Regions from separate parts of the Cricetulus griseus genome. Here region 2 is linked to region 1. A link is a contact called in public Hi-C data. All regions are on one chromosome and are shown on one strand. Each heading gives the region's core, a stretch centred on a gene start, on an enhancer-like site or on the middle of the called end of the contact. The rest is flanking DNA. Distances are from core to core; before and after follow the strand shown. Region 1 holds the start of Nrp1 (neuropilin-1). Region 2 overlaps Nrp1 (neuropilin-1).

Region 1 (3,496 bases), core at 700-3,199:
TCTTTTTGTGTCTCAAGTCGCCTGCATCCTGTCATTTAGCTCCGATTTCCTCTCCTTTTTCCCACACTTGTTCCTCTTCCAGGAGCCACTGCCCGGGCCATGTCTCAGGAAGAAGAAGGAGGAGAAAAAAAAAAAAAAAGAGGGGAGGAGTTGAGAGGAGGAGGGGAGAGGGCGGGTGACACACCAAAGCCAATTTCTAGAGGGAAAAAAAATCCCGCTTGATTCTGGACGGTTTGGAGCCGAGGAGCTGGCGCCCAGAGGAGGTCCGGGTTGTCTGCGGGAAGGAGAGAGAGCAATGAAAAGATGAGCGGGAGAGCGAGGACTTTCTCCACTGGCACCCGCCTCCCCCTCCGACCTCCCCCTCCCTCCCAGAGCCCTTCCCTCGCTTCCTCCCGCCCCCTCCCCGCACAGCTCCGCCAGTGATTGCCTGGCTGGAGACTCAGATACTCAAGTTTCCCTTGGCGTGCTCTCCTGGTGGGTAGGCTAGGCTAACCCCCAAACCCTGCGGTGCTCTCCGCGGGAAGAAGGGCGCTGAGGGCGCAGGTTGTCAGCTCAGAGCGTAAGGACGCGTGTATGTAAGGAGGGGCAAGGCGAGCGGTACCAGCCCCAGGGTCCGGCTAGTCTACCTCGGTGTGCTCCTCTGCACCCCAGGACTGAGCTAGGCTGCTCCAGCAGGCGAGGATCCCGGAGCCAAGGAGTTCCGAGAGCCCGGGGATTAAGCGGCTACTTCATGAACTCCAAATCCCCAGGCACCCGCGCCCCGGTTTATGATGATCGCTGAGCTAGCGCCCCCCCCCCCCGCTTCCACTTCCAGATGCCAGCCTGTGGCTTGGGGCAGGAAGCAGCCGGGCGCTCCAGGATTCTCGGGATTGGGACTGTAGACAGAAGAAAGCCTGGCTGTTGTGGGAGACCCGCTGCTGAGCCCAGAGAGCTGCGACCGTGTTTCTGCCACGTAAAACATAGGCAGACCTTGGAGCGCGGAGCCTGGTTGCAGCGGAGCACGGCCTCCTCACCCTGTCCTCACCCTGCGTAAAGGCGCGGGGCTGGGTAACCCCCCCCCACCCCCGACGCTGCAGGCTGTATTGTTCCCCGAGATTTGAAGCCCTCTCCTTTGGGGTTACATGAACCCGGAGGATGGGTGGTGGCGCGCCTTTCAGCTAGGGGGCAGGCGCCTACAGACACTGACCAGCCACGTAGAAACACAGGTGCTCCAGGAATTCTGAATCTGGGGTCGAGGGGCCCATTTCTGTGCATCCCGAGGGAGGAGGGACAAGACTGGCAAGAATCGGGTATTGGGGTGTCAGGATGATCTTGGCAAGTGTCTCCTAGCGTCAGCTTTAGATTACAGACAATTGTGTCCACCGGCCCTCCAGCCTCCGAGGAGGTGCCTCCTGGGCGTCTGCCGGGTGCTCCCCTCCCCCATCTCGTCCGGTTCCCTCCTCGAGGGCTTTCCGAGAACTGCAGCAGGTGGCGTTTGGCGTATGAATAGCAAGGACAACCCAGGGACTTAAACTGGTTGTGGCCTCTGATCAAGCACTTCACCGGGCTCATTGCCCTCCGAAGGAGTCGGTGAAGAAGGTGAAAAGGTCATAAGCCTTCTGGGAAGTGGCATTTATAGACTCACTGCCATCACAGAGACTGACTCCTACCTGGTGCAAGAGCTGGCAAAGATTTAGGAATGCTGGCAAGGAGACTCTGGTCAAAGGTTTTGGCTGAAAAACTAGGGTCAGCCAGGGAGAAAGGACGCTGGGACACTGGTGCTCCAGGCCAGGACTCTGCGTTGGGTGTCTGGGCTGGGCGCTCGACTGAAGCTTGTGCGAGGCGCGGAGCTGCTGCTTATGCTCCCGCGCCCGACTCAGCCTTCTTTCCGGCCCTGGTTACCCGGCCCCGCCTACAGCACAGATCCGCCCCCCTCCCCGCCCCATCGCACCTCCACCCCGGGCGCAGTTAGCCAGCCCCGTCCCGAAGCGCCTCCGTTAGTCGCCACTGGGCTTCCTCCTAGGCTGCCTGACCCGTTGGAAGCCCCCCGGTGGGTTGGGCGCGCCGGGAGTCTGGGAGTCAAATGCCCCGGGTCGAGCGGAAGGGGCAGTCGCGGGGCGGTCGGCCCTCTGCAGGCAAGGTCTAGGCGTCAGCCGCGCCCAGGGCAGAGCCAGGGGAACGACAGAGGCGGGGGACAGCCCTGGCGCCCTGCCACAGCGAGCGCGTGTCCCCGCCTCCCCACGCCAGGCGCCGGGTGCATCCCTGCCAATTCCAACTGCGCCGAGTGAGTCTCAGACTCTGGGCGACCCCGAGCCACCTTAGTCCTGGAGTCCAAGGGACAGGCGCCTCTTAGGACAACAGAGAAGGGAAAACAGGCTGAAGCTGTGGAGATCCAGATCCTTGTCTCTTTTCAAAGAGCCGTATTTAGACAGTCTGCCCCGGGTCGGGTGAGCTAGGGGGCATACGCGGAACACTTAAGAGGCCAATGTTTTGGGGAAAGGGCTTGAAATCTCTCCTACCCCCACCCCTCGCTGTGAGTGCATTTTTTTTTTCCCTCAGACTACAGCCAGGCCAACAACTGGTGCGCCCTGGGTGGGACAGTTCCTCATACCCAGAAGCTGGGAGGAGGAAGGGCTTCGAAGCTTTGGGGCTAGTGAAGGACCCCTGGTTTTCTGGCTCAGCCTGTTAAGTACTCTTGACAGCATTTCTCCAACCAGTAAGGCACGCCCTATGCACTCTAGAGGAGACATACTTAAACTCTGTCTCTGATTTTCCAGGGCCACGCTTATCTGAGGCTTTCCTAGACGCCTTGTTTTTCATAGTGGGTGCTGCGAAATGGAACCGAGCCATCGTAATTAATAATTACCAGCTAGTGCGTTGGTATACTGCTAACCATTCTGGCTAACAGCCTTTTACTATGCTATAGGATTCCACTAAGTAGAGAAAGGCCCTTTCAGATAACTGCAATTCTCTACCCAGGGAGATAGAACGGCTTTATAGGAGAGCAAGTGTGAGACAGAGGAAGAATTTGGCAGTATTCCTAGCTTGATTTTTTTTTTTTTTGTCTTGTGCACATATCCCTCTTCTTGATAGCACAGATCTGCCGAGGCGATAGGGACAGCTTCCACCTAGGGGGTGATTTATCTATCTGCTTCCGTAACAGAGTGCTGTTGGAGGACCAAGGCTGTCCGTGGTCAGCACCACCTCAGGGGCTACTGCCCATGCGGCCTGTTTGAGCAGAGCCAGAACCTGGCCTCATCAGTGAGAACTAGCTGGGTGGAAATGGCCTGCTCATTTCACCAAGCCATATCAATTTGCCAGAAATAAGAGAGTCATTGCTCCCAGAAGGCCTTTGGAGCCACCTGGTACTTCAGATCAGTACAGCATGCAGATCCCAGTGTAGCTGAAAACTAAATCAAGTTCAGTGTAGATTTTGTGTTATGCTGTTTTTAAAGTCAAACCTACGGATATTGAAAAACAAAGTGTCTTAGGTGCTAACCAACATCTGACATGTAAG
Region 2 (3,496 bases), core at 547-3,046, 150 kb before region 1:
AAACCCAACGTGTAGTGAATGCTGGGTTAGCATTCCAGCAGCTAAGCTACGTCCCCAGCCTTAGATGTGCAGGCATGAAGTTTTCTCAAATCTTGGCCACACAATTAACTACTGTGTTTGGTGGGCATATCTAAACATTCTCCTGACTTCTGCCTGACTTCCCAGGCAGGCCCAGTATGATGCCACTATGAGATGCTGTTCTTAGTGTCCCCGTGGGTTTTTACACAGAAAGTCACAAAACACCCTTAAACCCCAAACTATCTAGTAATACTGGAAGAGAGTTTTTTTGTTTCTTTGTTTGTTTTTTTTTTTCTGAATACACTAATGCCTAGTCCTATCATGCAGAAAGGGCTGTGGCTCCGACCAAGAAACAGTGCCTGCGTTGTGCCAAGTAGAAGACATTTAATCAGTATCTTCACCACCCTGATAATGCTGCTGGCAACAGTCACACTACTCTGGGAAGGAGTCACTAGGGATGTGTTTGCTTTAGAGTGGAACATGAGAAGTTATTAGCATGGGAGCTTTGAGCCTAATTACCTGGTGCTAGGAGCAGGACTGAAATGCTAATGGGCAGCTTGTGTGGTGTTTACTTAATGGTCCTCTGATCAACTGAGATTCCAATCAGCACAAACTAAAAATATGAGATGCGAGTCCCTAAACAAGGGAAAACAAGCCTTGGGGGCATATTAATACTCTCTCCCTTGATGAAAGATTGTTTTGAAACAACTTCTAATAAAGTTTACAGCTGTGTGGACTTGGTAATGTGTTAATATTTCCAACAGCACAGAGCTGTGTCTATTGTCTCTGTCAGTCTGTGCTGGCCATACATATAGAAGAGCCACATTTCCAAAGGCAATAGATGGCAATGGTGCTTCACTGTCCCTGCTAACTGGGAGCAGTGCTGGCCAGGTGGTTTGGAAGCTTCCAGGACCTAGCTCAGTCTTACATCTGAGCACTGAGGAAATGCTAGCTGAAGCCACACATTTTGCAGTTATCAAACACCCACAGCTATCCCTAATTAGCTGTGCTACTTTTGTTTCAGTTCTGTTGTCTGTCAAACAAGAGGGAGCTTGCCCTGTGGAACTGCTCAGAGGGTTCAAGATGATGGGTCTCCACTGCTCCGAGTGTACAGCAGTCCCTTAGGAATTTCCACCATCAATGTCACCCCCAGGCTTCAGGGCCAGGGAAAGGGAGCAGGACAAGATCCTCAGAGAAGCTAGGCTTTCTGCCCTCTTCAACATTCCACCTAGGAGGCGGAACACAGGATTTGTTGGCTTCAAAAGATTACATGAATAGTCTTCACAATTCACCCTTTTGTGATTGTGTTTCAGTGAAAAAGCTCAGGCAGGGAAGGATTGGGCATACTCACTCTGTGGAGTGCAACCTCACAGTGTCACCCCCAAGTCCCCTAGGCAGCTAAGAACATACAGCACTCTGTGACAATGATCGAATCCATGCCCATTCACTTAGACACAGGGACTTATTTTGTCTAAACTGCTTGGATACGCTAGTGTCTGAGGATTTCAGTGACGTTTATTAACAAACAGCAAAAAGCAATAAGAAATTAAAACAGAGGCTGATCAGTAAGATGAATTTACCTGTTTCATCAATTTTAATTTCTGTGTTCTTTTTATCTAGGTCTGTTGGTTCTGACAAGGCAAAGAAAATGGAAAGAGATGTTTAAACCACCAATAAAATAAAACAGATATGATACACGCAAACTGCACAGAAACCCTCCAACCCCTCTGCTGGGCCTCCATAGGAGTACAGATTGCACAGTGTCCCTCTCCATGACTCATAAATGCGGTTAAGACACTGTGAAGGGCAGAGGGACAGGTTTTGGCATGTGGAATGTAGAAGACTGATGAAAATAAGAAACACAAAAGGGAATGTAGAATGCTGGTGGCTGCTTCCTACTGTTGGTGTGTACTGAACTGGACTTTGAAATAGCACAATGATTCTTTGAACTAGGAAACTTCCTCCTGTACTTTATCAGAAATAAATAAAATTCTATGGAAAAAGTGGAGCCTTGGGAATGGGTACAGTCCTGTGTTCTCTGACATGTCCCTGAATTTAAAATCTTGCCTAACACATAATAAGTACTTCGGTAAACTTGTACAAATAAATGCTTCGTATATAGTTAGCACTCATAGCCTCCATGACTAGAATGTCCAATAATATATATTTTGTGAGTAATTATATAATTATACACATATGCATGTGACGGCCAGAGGTTGACATCAAGTGTCACTTCTCGATTTCTTTTCATCTAAGTTTTTGAGACAGGAGCTCTCGCTGAAGCTGGAATTCACTGATTGAGGTGGCCCACGTGCTCCTGGAATCTACCTGTCTCTGCCTACCCACTGCTGAGATTGGGCTGAGACGAGCTAACACATCTATGCCTGGGTACTAGGGATCCCAGCTTAGGTCTTCAGCTTGCTGACTCAACCAGCCCTTTTAGACCACTCCTTGTTTGTATATCTAAGTAGTCAAAAGCCATTAAAGGAAAAACTCACAAGACAGTACCACTTGGCACATTGCTTTATATATAGTACACAGACAGTGAAAACTTACTGGCCTGAACTTAGTTGATTTCTTTGTTTTCATCCCTGGAATTTGTTTTTCTATCCCTGGAATATCCCCTTCTTAGTCTCAATGTGGGTGAGGAATGCAGTACTACACACACTGTGTTAGCTAAACTAAATACACATTTGAATGGCCAGATATCCATAGAAATGAGTAATTTGCAAAAATAATGTCGGCTGAACTATTAAAGCTGTATTGTTTTGTGAAGCTGATAGGTAGGGTGGCATTGAAGAGGGTTCCTTATGTAGAATGAAGAGGCAGACCATTATTCACTCTTTTTCTTTCTTTTTAGTTTCTTCAGTTAATGGTACCAAATTATTGGCCCTTTAAGAATTACATATAGTCAATGTACTAATATAATAGAAGACTTGTAAGTTGTAGAAATGATCAAAAATCCATTGCAGCCAACAGGCCTCCTTTGTCTTCAATTTGCCCAGCAGGCTTATTTCATTCTGTTATAATTAACAGCCTATTATGTAATGATATATAACAAAAGTTTCAGTGTAGCAAATGGAGCTTAAGACTAATTACTGTGCTATTACATTGTCATTAGTGATGCTATTTGTAATTATGGATCAAGAACTGGGGAATATGAATTGGCTTTCTATGTCTGACTTTCATCTGTGGACCATACAAGGCCATCATAATCAACCCCGTTAGGTAGATCTCTGAATCGCCATTACCTGCCAAGTCACGTCAGCTAGTGGCAGAGCCAGAAGCAGCCACTTATTTATAATACAGCGGTGAATGGCGGCATCTATGACTCACTGACAATCTCAATTAAATTCTCTGTTATCAACATGTTTAGAAGGTCCACTGCTTTGTTTCCACACTCTGATATGGGAACGGTCCAGATGTCTGTGTGTTCTATTCTCCATCAAAATGTTTCTGTTTGCCAGCTATGACTTCT

The links. Hi-C and Micro-C count contacts between places; a contact is called where the count stands out from the background.
Region 2: a Hi-C map of the CHO-K1 cell line shows a contact between it and region 1, with 6 times the contacts expected there. The contact joins the enhancer-like site here to the promoter of Nrp1 in region 1. A contact is called at or near these places in 5 of 8 Hi-C or Micro-C datasets (the CHK-Q cell line, the CHO-K1 cell line, fibroblasts and 1 more).

The regions. Positions count from the first base shown.
Region 1 is chr3:205,160,320-205,163,815 of CriGri-PICRH-1.0, reverse strand. It overlaps Nrp1 (neuropilin-1), which reads right to left and starts at 1,949. Exons shown (of 18, transcript XM_027404763.1): 1 at 1,931-1,949; 2 at 1-274.
Region 2 is chr3:205,307,146-205,310,641 of CriGri-PICRH-1.0, reverse strand. It overlaps Nrp1 (neuropilin-1), which reads right to left. Exons shown (of 18, transcript XM_027404763.1): 17 at 1,599-1,649. Among named protein-coding and RNA genes, the nearest start is that of Nrp1, 150 kb to the right of the region's middle. Within about 2 kb of position 1,796, at least 1 of the 6 cell types and tissues checked has open chromatin away from gene starts, as enhancers often do. A contact at or near this core is called in the CHO-K1 cell line, where this site is marked.